2 separate regions of the Pan troglodytes genome follow, and region 2 is linked to region 1. Evidence: chromatin contacts called from public HiChIP or PLAC-seq data. All regions are on one chromosome and are shown on one strand. The core of a region is the stretch at or near the end of the contact, and the rest is flanking DNA. Distances in the headings are between cores, read along the strand shown.

Region 1 (5,735 bases), core at 616-3,115:
TCATAGGGCTTTCAAAGAGGCTCTGAGATCTTGAATCAGATTCTCAGGTTGGGCTCAGGGACATCAATCCTGGGTCCAGCTGGGCATAAATGCATGTGTGTGTGCACATGTGCATGTGTATCTGTGTGCATGTGTGTTATATGCATGTGTGTTTATACGTGTTATATGCATGTGTGTGCACATGTGTAAAGGTGTGACTGCATGTGTACATGTGTGAGAGTATGTTTGCACCTGTGGCTGTGTGAGGAGCCAGAAAGGACTAGGAGAGGAGGCCATGGTTTGAGGATAAGAGCCCAGCCCTGAGGTTGTGCTTTGGAGTTGGAATGGGGGCTCTGTCATGACAGCTGCTGACCTCAGACAGGTCACTTAGCCTCTCTGGGCTTTTCTGTCCTGTGTGTCTGTAGTGTGGGGCAGAAGGGATAGTGTGACCTCCTCTAGGCTCTGTAAGGTCAGGGGGTTGCAGGGAGAGCACATTCCCAGCATCTGGTCTGCAAGAAGTGTTCACTATGGCCAGCTGAGGCTATTGTCTGGAGCCTCCTGCTTCACTGAACACTGCTAGCTTGAAGGTTGCCTGAAAGAAATAGGGGCAGAGCCCCAACCCCATCTCCACTCAACATCTGCACACAGTGGGTACCCACTAATAAGTTGTAGCACCCTTTCAGTCACTCATTCACTCATTCATTGACAGAAGATCATCTTTCCAAGAGCTACTTCTCTGATGAGCCTGCACATGCAGCCCAGGGGTCCGTGAGTGTGCGTGTGTTAACCAGAGGGGCTGAGGGGGAGGCGCTCACTGGGCCTAAATTCCGGAGCCAAGAGTAAGACGGCTGGAAGACGCCTCTGAGTGGAACCGAGGTCCTGGTACCTGCAGTCCTGTAGATGGCCTGTAGATGACAGCAGAGGCCCATGCAGAGCCCCTGCGCTGAGCCGCACCTTCCCAGTTCCAAGTGAGCCAGCTCGCTCAGGTCCCTCAGCTTCCGGATTGGGGGAGTGATGTGATGTGCGCAAGTAGTTCAGATCTGTCCCAGAAGACAGCCACAGCCACCCTCCCTATGGCTCTAGACAAGTTGTTTTCTCCCCAGGGGTCCCAGTTTCCTCATCTGTGAAATGAGAGTTGTTTAACAGCCGGTGTTGGAAAAACTGGCTCAAAATACGTAAGGTAGTCTAAGATGGGCTTAACAGAGACTTATATGTGCAAGGCAAAACTAGAAAGCTAATGGAGAATATCTGTCACTCGGATGGGAGGCAGAGACTTTTTAAACACGACGCCAAAAGCCCAAACCATAAGGTGAAAGGTTGGCGGATCTGATCAAATGGCAACTCGGGATTTCTGGTCCCCAGGACGCTGTATATACCAAAGGGAAGCAGCGAGTCAAGGGCATGAGCGGGAGCTGCAAAAAGGGGGCAGTCGCCAGTGCTGGAGACGCCCAGAGCCACCAGAGGCTAAAGAGTGGCGAATTCAACAACGACAAGATGCCACTTCCCTCGGCATGTTTAAAAAGTTGAGTACGCTGAGGGTTGGCCAACACTAGGCAAGTCGGAAGCCTAGCAAGCCATACTGGAGGGCCACCTGGCAGCGTGCAGAGCAAACACCCGACTCAAGGAGAGCTTTCAAGAGAAATAAGACGTCCTGCGCTGTCACGTTCTAGGTTGCGAGTAAAACCCGGGACCCGCACAGTAGCGGACTACCAGTACAGGGGCCTCCCTGGGTGTCCCTGGAAACCGAGGAAGTAACCGCCCCCTCGGGAAGCCACGCCTCCTATTTTGTTCCGGCTCGGGGGCGGGACCCAGCCGGGGCCCGCCTGGCCCTTTAAGGCTGACCTAGCGGGGCCCCAAGTTGGGATGACGCGCAGGGAGCGGGGGGTGGAGTGGGGGAGTGGGGGGGGGGGTGGGGTGGGGTGGGGGAGGTCACGTGGGCGCCGGCAGCGCGACTCTCGGCCCTGAGATTTCTGCGGCCGCCAGCTCCCGCGACCGCCTCTCCTGCCCCTCGCCGGTACCTCAGCAAGGTGCGTTGCCGCCAGGTACGCCCTCGCTGGGCCCCCTCTGCGGCCTCCTCCGGGGACCTCGCGGCCATTAGGCGCCCGGCCCCTTCCCTTCTTGACACGTGCCCGGGCGGTGCTCGCTTGTACCCGGCCGCGCGACCACCGCCCCTTGCTGCATGTCTGTACTCTCAGGCCGTTCGTCCCGCACTCCCAGCTTGCCCCGGGCTCGCAGCCCAGCCCAGTTCAGAGGCTCCAAGGCTGGGGTGTGTTGGAAAAGTCTGGGCGGGACTCACTCTTCCCCTTTCCCCCAGGTGCCACTAGAAGCGCCAGGCTGGGGCCGCCTCTGAGCGCCCCGCGGGGGCCATGGATGGTGAAACAGCAGAGGAGCAGGGGGGCCCTGTGCCCCCGCCAGTTGCACCCGGCGGACCCGGCTTGGGCGGTGCTCCGGGGGGGCGGCGGGAGCCCAAGAAGTACGCAGTGACCGACGACTACCAGTTGTCCAAGCAGGTGCTGGGCCTGGGTGTGAACGGCAAAGTGCTGGAGTGCTTCCATCGGCGCACTGGACAGAAGTGTGCCCTGAAGGTCAGTGAGCCCTCACTGAGGCCTGGGGTATCCTGGAGGGTCCACAGCGGAAGCCTGTGAGTGAAGCTATGTCTAGCGCCCCTGCTAAGCTTCCTATGCTCAGCAACATGTTTCATCGTCATACTGTCCTGTAAGGTCAGGCTTGTGGTCCTCCCTACTTTACAGATGGGGAAACTGAGGCGTAGCCTAGCTAAGCTTTGAGTGTCCCAGTGAGCAAGGGGTGGAGTCACTATGGCTAGAGATGCTGTATCCTGAAGCAGCGAAGGGGTGACTCCTGACTCTGGGATTCTGGCTGGACCCATGTGTTCAGGCCCAAAGGGGATCTCTTGTTCAGCTTGGCTGCCCCTTCCATGTGAAGCTCCTCTGACTGGAATGGATCTGTTTCCCTTTGCTGGAAGCTGAGACCCCACCAAGGCTTGGGTGGGACTGCTTCTTCCCTGTGGCCCCTGCCCATCTGGGCTGGAGTGGTGTGAGCCTCCCAGGGCTGGCCAGAGGACAAGGCTGATGCCCACTGCACCTGTGGAGCCTCAGGAGGCTGCTGATAGACTCCTGACGAGTCGCTGGTCCCGTGTTGAAAGGGACAGGCCCTGGGCCAACCCACCCCTGGTTCCTGGGCAGAGGGCGGGCCAGCCATCTAACCACCTCAGACTATAGGCTCCCTGAAGACCTGGCATGCTGATATAGGTGGCATGGTGGGGGTCAGGGGGATGCTGGGGGCGGGTACCTGGTTCCAGCTTAAGGCATACAGTTCTGGGCCTAGGGCCACACCCCATACCCAGAATCCTTTGAATCTGTCATCTCTGGGGTCTTTACTCATTTGTAGCTTGTGCCAATGGATGGGTAGAGCATGGCAGGGATAGTGGCTCCTGGAGGCTAGAAGTACAGCAAAGGCCCTTCTCATTTTACAAAAGATTTTTTTTTTTTTTGAGGCAGAGTCTCACTCTGTCGCCAGGCTGGAGTGCAGTGGCACAATCTCAGCTCACTGCAACCTCCACCTCCCAGGTTCAAGCGATTTTACTGCCTCAGCCTCCTGAGTAGCTGGGACTACCGGCGTGCTCCACCATGCCCAGCTAATTTTTTGTATTTTTAGTAGAGACAGGGTTTCACCATGTTGGCCAGGATGGTCTCGATCTCTTGACCTCGTGATCTGCCTGCCTTGGCCTCCCAAAGTGCTGGGATTACAGGCGTGAGCCACCGTGCCCGGCCTTTACACAAGTTTTAATTATGAGTCCAAGTGCAGAGTCCTCTAGATATGGCTAATAGCTATCCTGTGTTTGCCAGTTTCATGACCTTGGATGATATCCTAGACTCTGGAAGCCAGGTTTCTGCATCTATTCATGGGGAAAGATAAGGAGTTGTTGTGAACATGAAATGAGATTATACATTTAAAGCACTTGGTACAGGACCTGATACAGGTCTGGAGAGGTTACAGGACTTATTTAAGGCACAAGATCTTAAAGCATCTGAGCAGGGAGCTGGGCCCAGCTCTCTGTGTCTTTCCCAGGAACACTAGGGCCAACAGAGGAGGTTGTCTCCCCAGAGTACCTTGGAGGGGAACATGCGGGTGGGTCTAGGAGAGGATCAGGGTTGGGCTGGTGGGGCTGGGCCCCAGGTATAGCTTCTTTGCCCACTAACCCAGCAGTCGAATGGGGTGGGGGAGCTTTTCAGAGTATCAGGAATGGGATTCTCTGAGTCTTTTAGGGAAAAAGTGGCTCTTCTGAGGGCAGACGGGGGTAAGGGGATGAGGAATGAGAGTTTTCATCCCCCTCTGGGCACTATTTAACCTTCCACCTGTGCTAGGATTGAGGGCAGGCTGGGTGGGTGAGGGATTGAGGCCAGAGACCCACTTCTTAATACCAAGGCTTTGGCCCTGTGGGCCAAGACTGAGCTCTGACCAGCCCCTGTGGTGTCCAGATGCTGTGGGTGAGTCAGGGATGGGGTGGGAGACCAGAATTTGTAGGCCCACACAGTGCCAGCTTTAAGTAAGGCTGGACTTAACCCCTTCCCCATAGATGCTATGTCTGATGAATGACTTGGGGTAACTTCTGACTGCAAGAACTTCCATAGCACCTCATCAGTGCTCTCCTTGTTCTGGACTGGGAATTGGGTCAGGCCTGGAGTGGGTTTCCCTCTGTACCCCTTTATGGGTGAGCATGGCTGAGGCTACTAGCTTGGGACCTTCAGGATCTGGCCCTAAATTGGCCCTCAAAGGGGACATGGATTAGATGTGGCTCCCACTCCAGGACCTTCCTGTTCTTAGTATCACTAGTGACCAAGCCTAGAAGTCCTTACCCAGCTAAGCAGGCATTTACTATCTCCCAATATTGGGCTAAGCACAACCTCTGGTACAGTTATTTTACCTGTGTTGTGAGTGGTAGCTGTGGCCATGAGGAGGAAGGTGACATCTCCCCACTTATAGCTTCTGCCCATTGCCCAGGAAGACCAGGACCTGGGGACCTCAGTACATGGGCAGGCCTGGGCCCAGGGAGCTTAGCCAGCTCATGATGGATCACAGTCCTCTCCTTGCATCTGCCTAGCCCTCTCCCCCCAGTTGCCCCAGCTCAGCCTAGGCAACAGTCGTGGGCTCTGTGTCTTTCTGCCTCCCTGGTGATGTACTCCAGGTTAACCAGGGTGGCCTGTCCTCATCTTATAACTTGACCTTGTTCAGGCCATCTCTGCCCATTTGTCTCATGCTCATCCTCTTGGCTCTGTTGCCCAAGATGGAAGATAGTGCTTAACAGGAAGCCTGAAACTCAGCAAACACTCATAAAACAGGAAGAGCTGTGGCCACTGTCCTTGTAACTGTTGCTATTCTGTGGAGGCCCTAGAGGAGCAGGTCCCTCCCTCCCAGGGAGCTGGGCCTCTTCCGCTTTCCCTTAGCCCCTGACCACCTGCTTGGTTCATCTTGGCCTCAGTCATACTCAGTGGCTCCCTCCCAAGGCTACCTTCTGCTGCCAGTGCAGCCATTCTACTCCATTGTACCCCAAGCCCTCATTGCTGTCCTCTTGGCAGGAACTGGAGGACTGCCTTTCTTGGAGAGGGTGTATGGGCCAGGCGGTCCTCCAGTGTCTGCTTCTCCTGCTGACCTCTTGCTTGTGCCCTCTCCCAGGCTTAACTAGTTAATTAGTACCTTCAGCTTTCCCTCTAACTGGGCACAGCCCTGCAGATTTG
Region 2 (5,756 bases), core at 802-3,301, 770 kb after region 1:
GACCAACCTGCTGGCTCAGGCATGTGACTGGCCTAACTGCATGCCCAGGGCACCGCCAGGGTTCAATGGGCCAGCCGTCTCCTACTCCACCTTGGATTTTTCTCTCCATCACATTATTTCTGACCATTTGCTCCCTTCCATTCTTGAAACACCTCATGCCCCACAGGAGCCCCAGTGGTGACTGGATCTGCAAGGGTTATCTCCCGCCCTCTGGGGTTTGAGTGGAGGTATGGAGCCAGAGAGGCTATCCTAGCTACCTTCCTCCTAGGGGGAGCTGGTCCCCTTCCTACGTGGTAGAGAGACTGGTGTAAGAGTGTGGGGTGTGGCAGGCGCCGGAAATCCTCAAAGCTTTCAGAAGCATCCAGAATGCCTACCATCAGCTCCTGAATCAGGGATTTTCAGCACTACCTCTGAGCCATGGGGTTGGCTGCCCAGCCAGGCTTCCAGGCCCTGAGGACATGTGGTCAGGTTCAGCAGGCTCCTGGGTAAAGAGGGTGGGAGGGGGCTTCTCCTTTTGGAAGCAGATAGCCATGCAGGTAGAATTGTCATCTCCCAAGTGGCCACATACAGCAACCCACTCCAGGCCATGGGGACCACCACTCAGGGTTCGGGGCTGGCAGGAGGGTAGTTTCTCCAGTCTCCCCAGTCTGTTGGTGTCTTTATAGGAAACTATAAAGCAGAGCAGTGGTGTCTTTAGAGGAAACTCATTCAAGTCAGGGCACTGATTTTCCTCTCAGTTTATTATTTGGGGGGATAGGGTCAGGTGGGTATAGTAGTACTTTACCAGGGTGCTTTTAAGTTACTTTAAAAAAAGCCTACAAAATATTTTTTTTCTTTTATTTGCTCGAGTTCACATTAATGATGGTCACAAGGCTGCCTTGTTGGGCAGGCGTATTGCCCCCAGTTCTTCTTCTGCTGGCCTGTATGACCTCCACAGCCAGGCCCTGGGCCCGAGCCCCTTGTCCCTTCTCCACTGCCCCTCTTTCCAGACAGTAAAGGCCATGGTCAGTGTGTTTTTCTCTTGTAAACAAACCCCAGCTTGTTTAACAGAAATGCTAATAACCTACTGGGAAAGATGGAGGTCTAAATTACCTCCAGGGTTTTTCTGGGGGTTTATCACCAGTGTGGGTCCCTTCTGATACCACCAGGTTCACTCCAGGCAGAGTGGGGCGGAAGGCTGCTGAGGATATGGGTCAGTTACAGCAGCCCTCACCTCAAAGGGTTGGCCTGCTTCTCAGCCTACATTCATTTGCAAGCTTCAATCTCTGGACCATCTGGTGTTCACAGGTGTTAAGAGGGTTAGGGGTTAGGGGCTAGTTTTGGATTTGATTCATAGGTAGGAGGGCTTAGATTTTAAGGCACTTCTGAAAGTCAATCCCTGGACAAGGCAGTCATCACATAAGAACAGCTACCTTCTCCACTTGGTGGCACAAGAGGTAGGGAGGGGAGTATGGGTTCATTTGGCTTCGCATTATGCAAGGTGAAACCGTTTGTTTTCCCTCTCCATTTTCCCTAACTAAATGAAAACGACACATTCTGAAATCCCTTTTGTTGGAGAATAAGTCAGTCTGAGGGGAAATGGGAGGCCAGAGATGAGAACCCTTTGAAAAGATTGTAAAATACTGATTTTCATTCTTTCAAGCTTATCTGTAAATACCTATTTGAATGCTGTGTATTTGTACAGGAATTTGAGCAAAAAATGTATAGAGTGTGATGTCCAATTGGTATTCAGCACTATAAATGTGTTTTTAACCTCCCGCATTCTGTGCTTATTTAAAACAAGGAAACTTCTAACCATTTCTTTTGTGTATTCATGTTTAAAGAAAAAAAGTGATTTAAAAATCTTACCTGTACCAGAAAAGCAAAGTTAAAGGAAACAAAATTTGTACCATTGTCCCAAGAGGTATTTTACTGTATATATTGTGGTAGCATGTTCAAAATCCAACAAGTAATGTGAATTTTAGTTGTAAATATCTGCCACTTGATTTTTTCCCCCTTTCCCCACTTCCTTGACTGCTGTGATGTGAATTAAAGATAAATACGTGATACTGATCCACTGAATTCACTGAATGGGAGCAGAGGATGTGCCCCTCTCCAACCCTTGTCGCCGGGCTCCAAGCCCTTTTTAGCCCCATAGACATGTCCTTTTTGCACTGAGTAGAGCCAACCGTTCCCGCATCCTGCCTTCAAGGCAGGCAGCCAGGAGGGCACTTGAAAGGGCAGTCGAAAAGGAAACATCCTCCAGTGCTTCTCTGGTGATTCCCGGGACCCCACTCAGGAGGTCCCACGGCAGCGGGGGACCCCGAGGGCCTAGCCGGGGAGGCAGGAGGCGGCTGGCCAGCCACCAAGCCACGATTCAGAGCTTCTAAGGGCACCTCCCGAGCCCCTCACCTTCCCACTCTGAGGCGACCCCATGTCCTCGACCGATGATCTGGCCCGGGCGCTTCCCTCCACGGTCTAGAGTGGCGGCCCAGCTTTGAGCTTGGCGCGCCTTGAGCCCTTCCTCCGGATGTCCCGCAGTCCGTCCACCCCGCACGTCTCCTATCAGGCTATGCACGGCGGGCTCCGGTCAGGTGGAGGATCAGCAGGTGGGCTTTCAAAGGTTGGGTCCGTTGCCCACGCGAATGAAAGAAGAAAAAAGAAACCTCTTTGAGCCTTGCCTGCGGCCGCCCGCCCTTCCTGCCTAACCTGTTGTCTTGGCTGACCCCAGAACTCCTGCACCACGAGTCGGAGTCCAGGCGAGGAGATCAGCAGGGGTTTTCGAGGGAGCCTGGGGCCCAGGGCAGGGGTACGCGGGTCAACTCAACAGATGTAAGGCGTGGCCGAACCCCATTCAGCTAGCAGTACCCAGCCTCAGCCACAGTCGCTGCCCTTACCCAAAATGGCGGCCCACACCGCTTCCGTCGCTGCTGTAGTCGCTTCCTGCGGCGGGCCCGGGTTCAATCAGCGGCCGACAACTGTCTAGGGCTCAGACACCACCAGCCAATGAGGGAGGGCAGCGTGGAGCCGCCCGTCTGGCCTCGCGGCTCCTGGACCAACGGGGAAGGGCATGTGGGAGGGCGCCGGGGGGCCCCCCGCCAATGGGGAGCTACGGCGCGCGGCCGGGACTTGGAGGCGGTGCGGCGCGGCGGGTGCGGTTCAGTCGGTCGGCGGCGGCAGCGGAGGAGGAGGAGGAGGATGAGGAGGATGTGGGCCACGCAGGGGCTGGCGGTGGCGCTGGCTCTGAGCGTGCTGCCGGGCAGCCGGTCGCTGCGGCCGGGCGACTGCGAAGGTGCGGGATAGGGGGCCTGGGGCCGCGATCCGTGACCGTTCTGGCGGCGGCGCTGAACCCCACAACATCACCAGACGGCCGGGGCCAAGAGGGCGGGGGGGGGGGGCGAGGGCGGGGGCGACAGCAGGTCCCCGCGGGGCCTGCATGAGGAGGCTCCGGCGCCCGCCCTAGTAAATCTTTCTTGGGCCTAGAAAACATTGGTCCGACGAAGAAAAGTTGAGACTAGATCCCGTTGAAAACTTGGCCTGAAATCTCCATTACTCCTGAGTTATTGTCCCCACCACCATCTAGAGGTTACCGCTCCCTGTTCGGCGTCGGGAGCTCCAGGGCTGGCCGTGGGTGCTGCGCCCTGTCTGTTGGGATCACGAAGCTGCACCTCTGGGTCCGCTGTTGTATTTGGAAATTAGCAGCAGCATTTTGATCATTTTTCTCTTCACCTTCCAGTCTCTCCATTTATGAGGTCACAGTGAGTCCCGTCTCAAGGACACGTGTTCACCATGGGCTTAAACTTGATGAAAGGAGCAGGGAGAAGTCGTTTATAGGTCATTGGGTGATGCTTGCTCCTTTGATGCCCTGGGTGTACCAGGGGACCCCCGCCACCTGGAAGCAGGTTCTGTCTACCTGTAGACACCTGAGAAAAATCGGTGATGGAAAAGCTCACCTCTAATGATTCATCTCCGTGTCTCCTATTAAAATTGCTGGCGGAGTTCTTTTCTGGTGGATTGGAACAGCTTGGTGATTGCTGAGCATCTCCCGTCCCTCTCTTTTCCAGTTTGTATTTCTTATCTGGGAAGATTTTACCAGGACCTCAAAGACAGAGATGTCACATTCTCACCAGCCACTATTGAAAACGAACTTATAAAGTTCTGCCGGGAAGCAAGAGGCAAAGAGAATCGGTTGGTAAGTAGCTGGTGATCCTCCCCAACTGGCCCTGGCTCATGTTAACCCTCGGCTTCACCAGCCGTTTGATAAAAGGCCTTGCCCACCTCTCTGTTTAGGAAGCCAGCTACTCTCTCCATAAACTAATGTGAGACTGAAGTGCTTCTATGTCCTTCCCAAAGCAGCATGTGTTCTGCAACTGTGATTTTTTTTTTTATCCTGTTAGTCTTTATTAAGGACCTACTATGTGCTAGGCACTGGGAATATCAGGGGAAAGAAGTGACAGTCGGACACACAAATAATGCAATGTCTGGGTGTCATGAAGAAAATGGACCAGCAGGTGCTGATTTAGAGTGGCCAAGAAGTCTCTGAGGAAGGGTTATCATTGAAGTGGGGTAAGACCATCCCATACAGGGAACAGCAGTGTGAGTGCCCAGAGGCCTGAAAGAGTTTGGCATGTATGTGGACAGGAGAAGGTGACAGGGTGCCTACAGGATAGGCAAGGGCCGAATCCAAGACAAAAGCCCTAGTGAAGCAATGGGTTTTCTAACTTGAATTTCTCTGACAGTCTCTGGCTTTTCTCTCTGTTAAAGGTTTGAACCCTGGTGACACTTAAATTCATTTGGTGGCTGTCAGCTTGGACTGAGCATGTGTTAAGAGTCCAGGGTTTACACTGGCTGAATCTGACTACCAGTACAGGCAGGGCACCGAAAAATGCCGCTGTGGGCCAGGTGCGGTGGCTCATGCCTGTCTTCCTAGCACTTTGGGAGGCCAAGGTGGGAGGATTGCTTGAACTTAGGAGTTTGAGATCAGCCTGGGCAAAGTGGTGAAATCCTGTCTGCACAAAAAAATTTTTAGGCTAGGCGTGGTGGCTCACACCTGTAATCTCAGCACTTTGGGAGACCGAGGTGGATCACCTGAGGTCAGGAGTTCAAGACCAGCCTGGCCAACATGGCAAAACTCTATCTCTACTAAAAAATACAAAAATTAGCCAGGCATGGTGACAGGCGCCTGTAATCCCAGCTGCTCAGGAGGCTGAGGCAGGGAGAATTGCTTGAACCTGGGAGGCGGAGGTTGCAGTGAGCCGAGCCGAGATTGCGCCACTGCAGTCCAGCCTGGGTGACAGAGCAAAACTTTATCTCAAAAAAAAAAAAAAATTTGTTTTAATTAGCTGGGTGTGGTGGCCCACACCGGTAGACCCAGCTACTAGGGTGGCTGAGAGGGGAGGATCACCACCCAACAGAATGAAGCTGCAGGGAGCCGTGATCATGCCACTGCATTCCAGCCTGGGTGACAGGGAGCCCTATCTCAAAACACAAGTAAGGCCCTACAGAGAGATGATGTTTCAAGGTGTCAGTATGTTTGGAGGAGATGGCTCTCAAGCACCTCCTGAAGGCCATTGTCCTTTCTTGCTCCAGTGCTACTATATCGGGGCCACAGATGATGCAGCCACCAAAATCATCAATGAGGTATCAAAGCCTCTGGCCCACCACATCCCTGTGGAGAAGATCTGTGAGAAGCTTAAGAAGAAGGACAGCCAGATATGTGAGCTAAAGTATGGTGAGTATGCCTAGTCCTTTCTTAATGAATGCTGTGCACCTTCTGG

The links. HiChIP or PLAC-seq counts read pairs in DNA pulled down with a chosen protein or histone mark.
Region 2: an H3K4me3 HiChIP or PLAC-seq map of stem cell-derived excitatory neurons shows a contact between it and region 1, with 14 times the contacts expected there. The contact joins the promoter of MANF here to the promoter of MAPKAPK3 in region 1. A contact is called at or near these places in 2 of 7 Hi-C or Micro-C datasets (induced pluripotent stem cells and stem cell-derived neural progenitor cells) and 1 of 1 datasets of contacts at active chromatin or transcription factors (stem cell-derived excitatory neurons).

What each region holds. Positions count from the first base shown.
Region 1 is chr2:54,644,036-54,649,770 of NHGRI_mPanTro3-v2.0_pri, forward strand. It overlaps MAPKAPK3 (MAPK activated protein kinase 3), which reads left to right and starts at 1,866. Exons shown (of 11, transcript XM_016941174.4): 1 at 1,866-2,021; 2 at 2,294-2,564. The coding sequence starts at 2,346.
Region 2 is chr2:55,415,651-55,421,406 of NHGRI_mPanTro3-v2.0_pri, forward strand. It overlaps MANF (mesencephalic astrocyte derived neurotrophic factor), which reads left to right and starts at 2,052. Exons shown (of 4, transcript XM_001169644.8): 1 at 2,052-3,271; 2 at 4,044-4,171; 3 at 5,569-5,710. The coding sequence starts at 2,986. DOCK3 (dedicator of cytokinesis 3) reads left to right here. Exons shown (of 53, transcript XM_016941180.3): 53 at 1-2,052.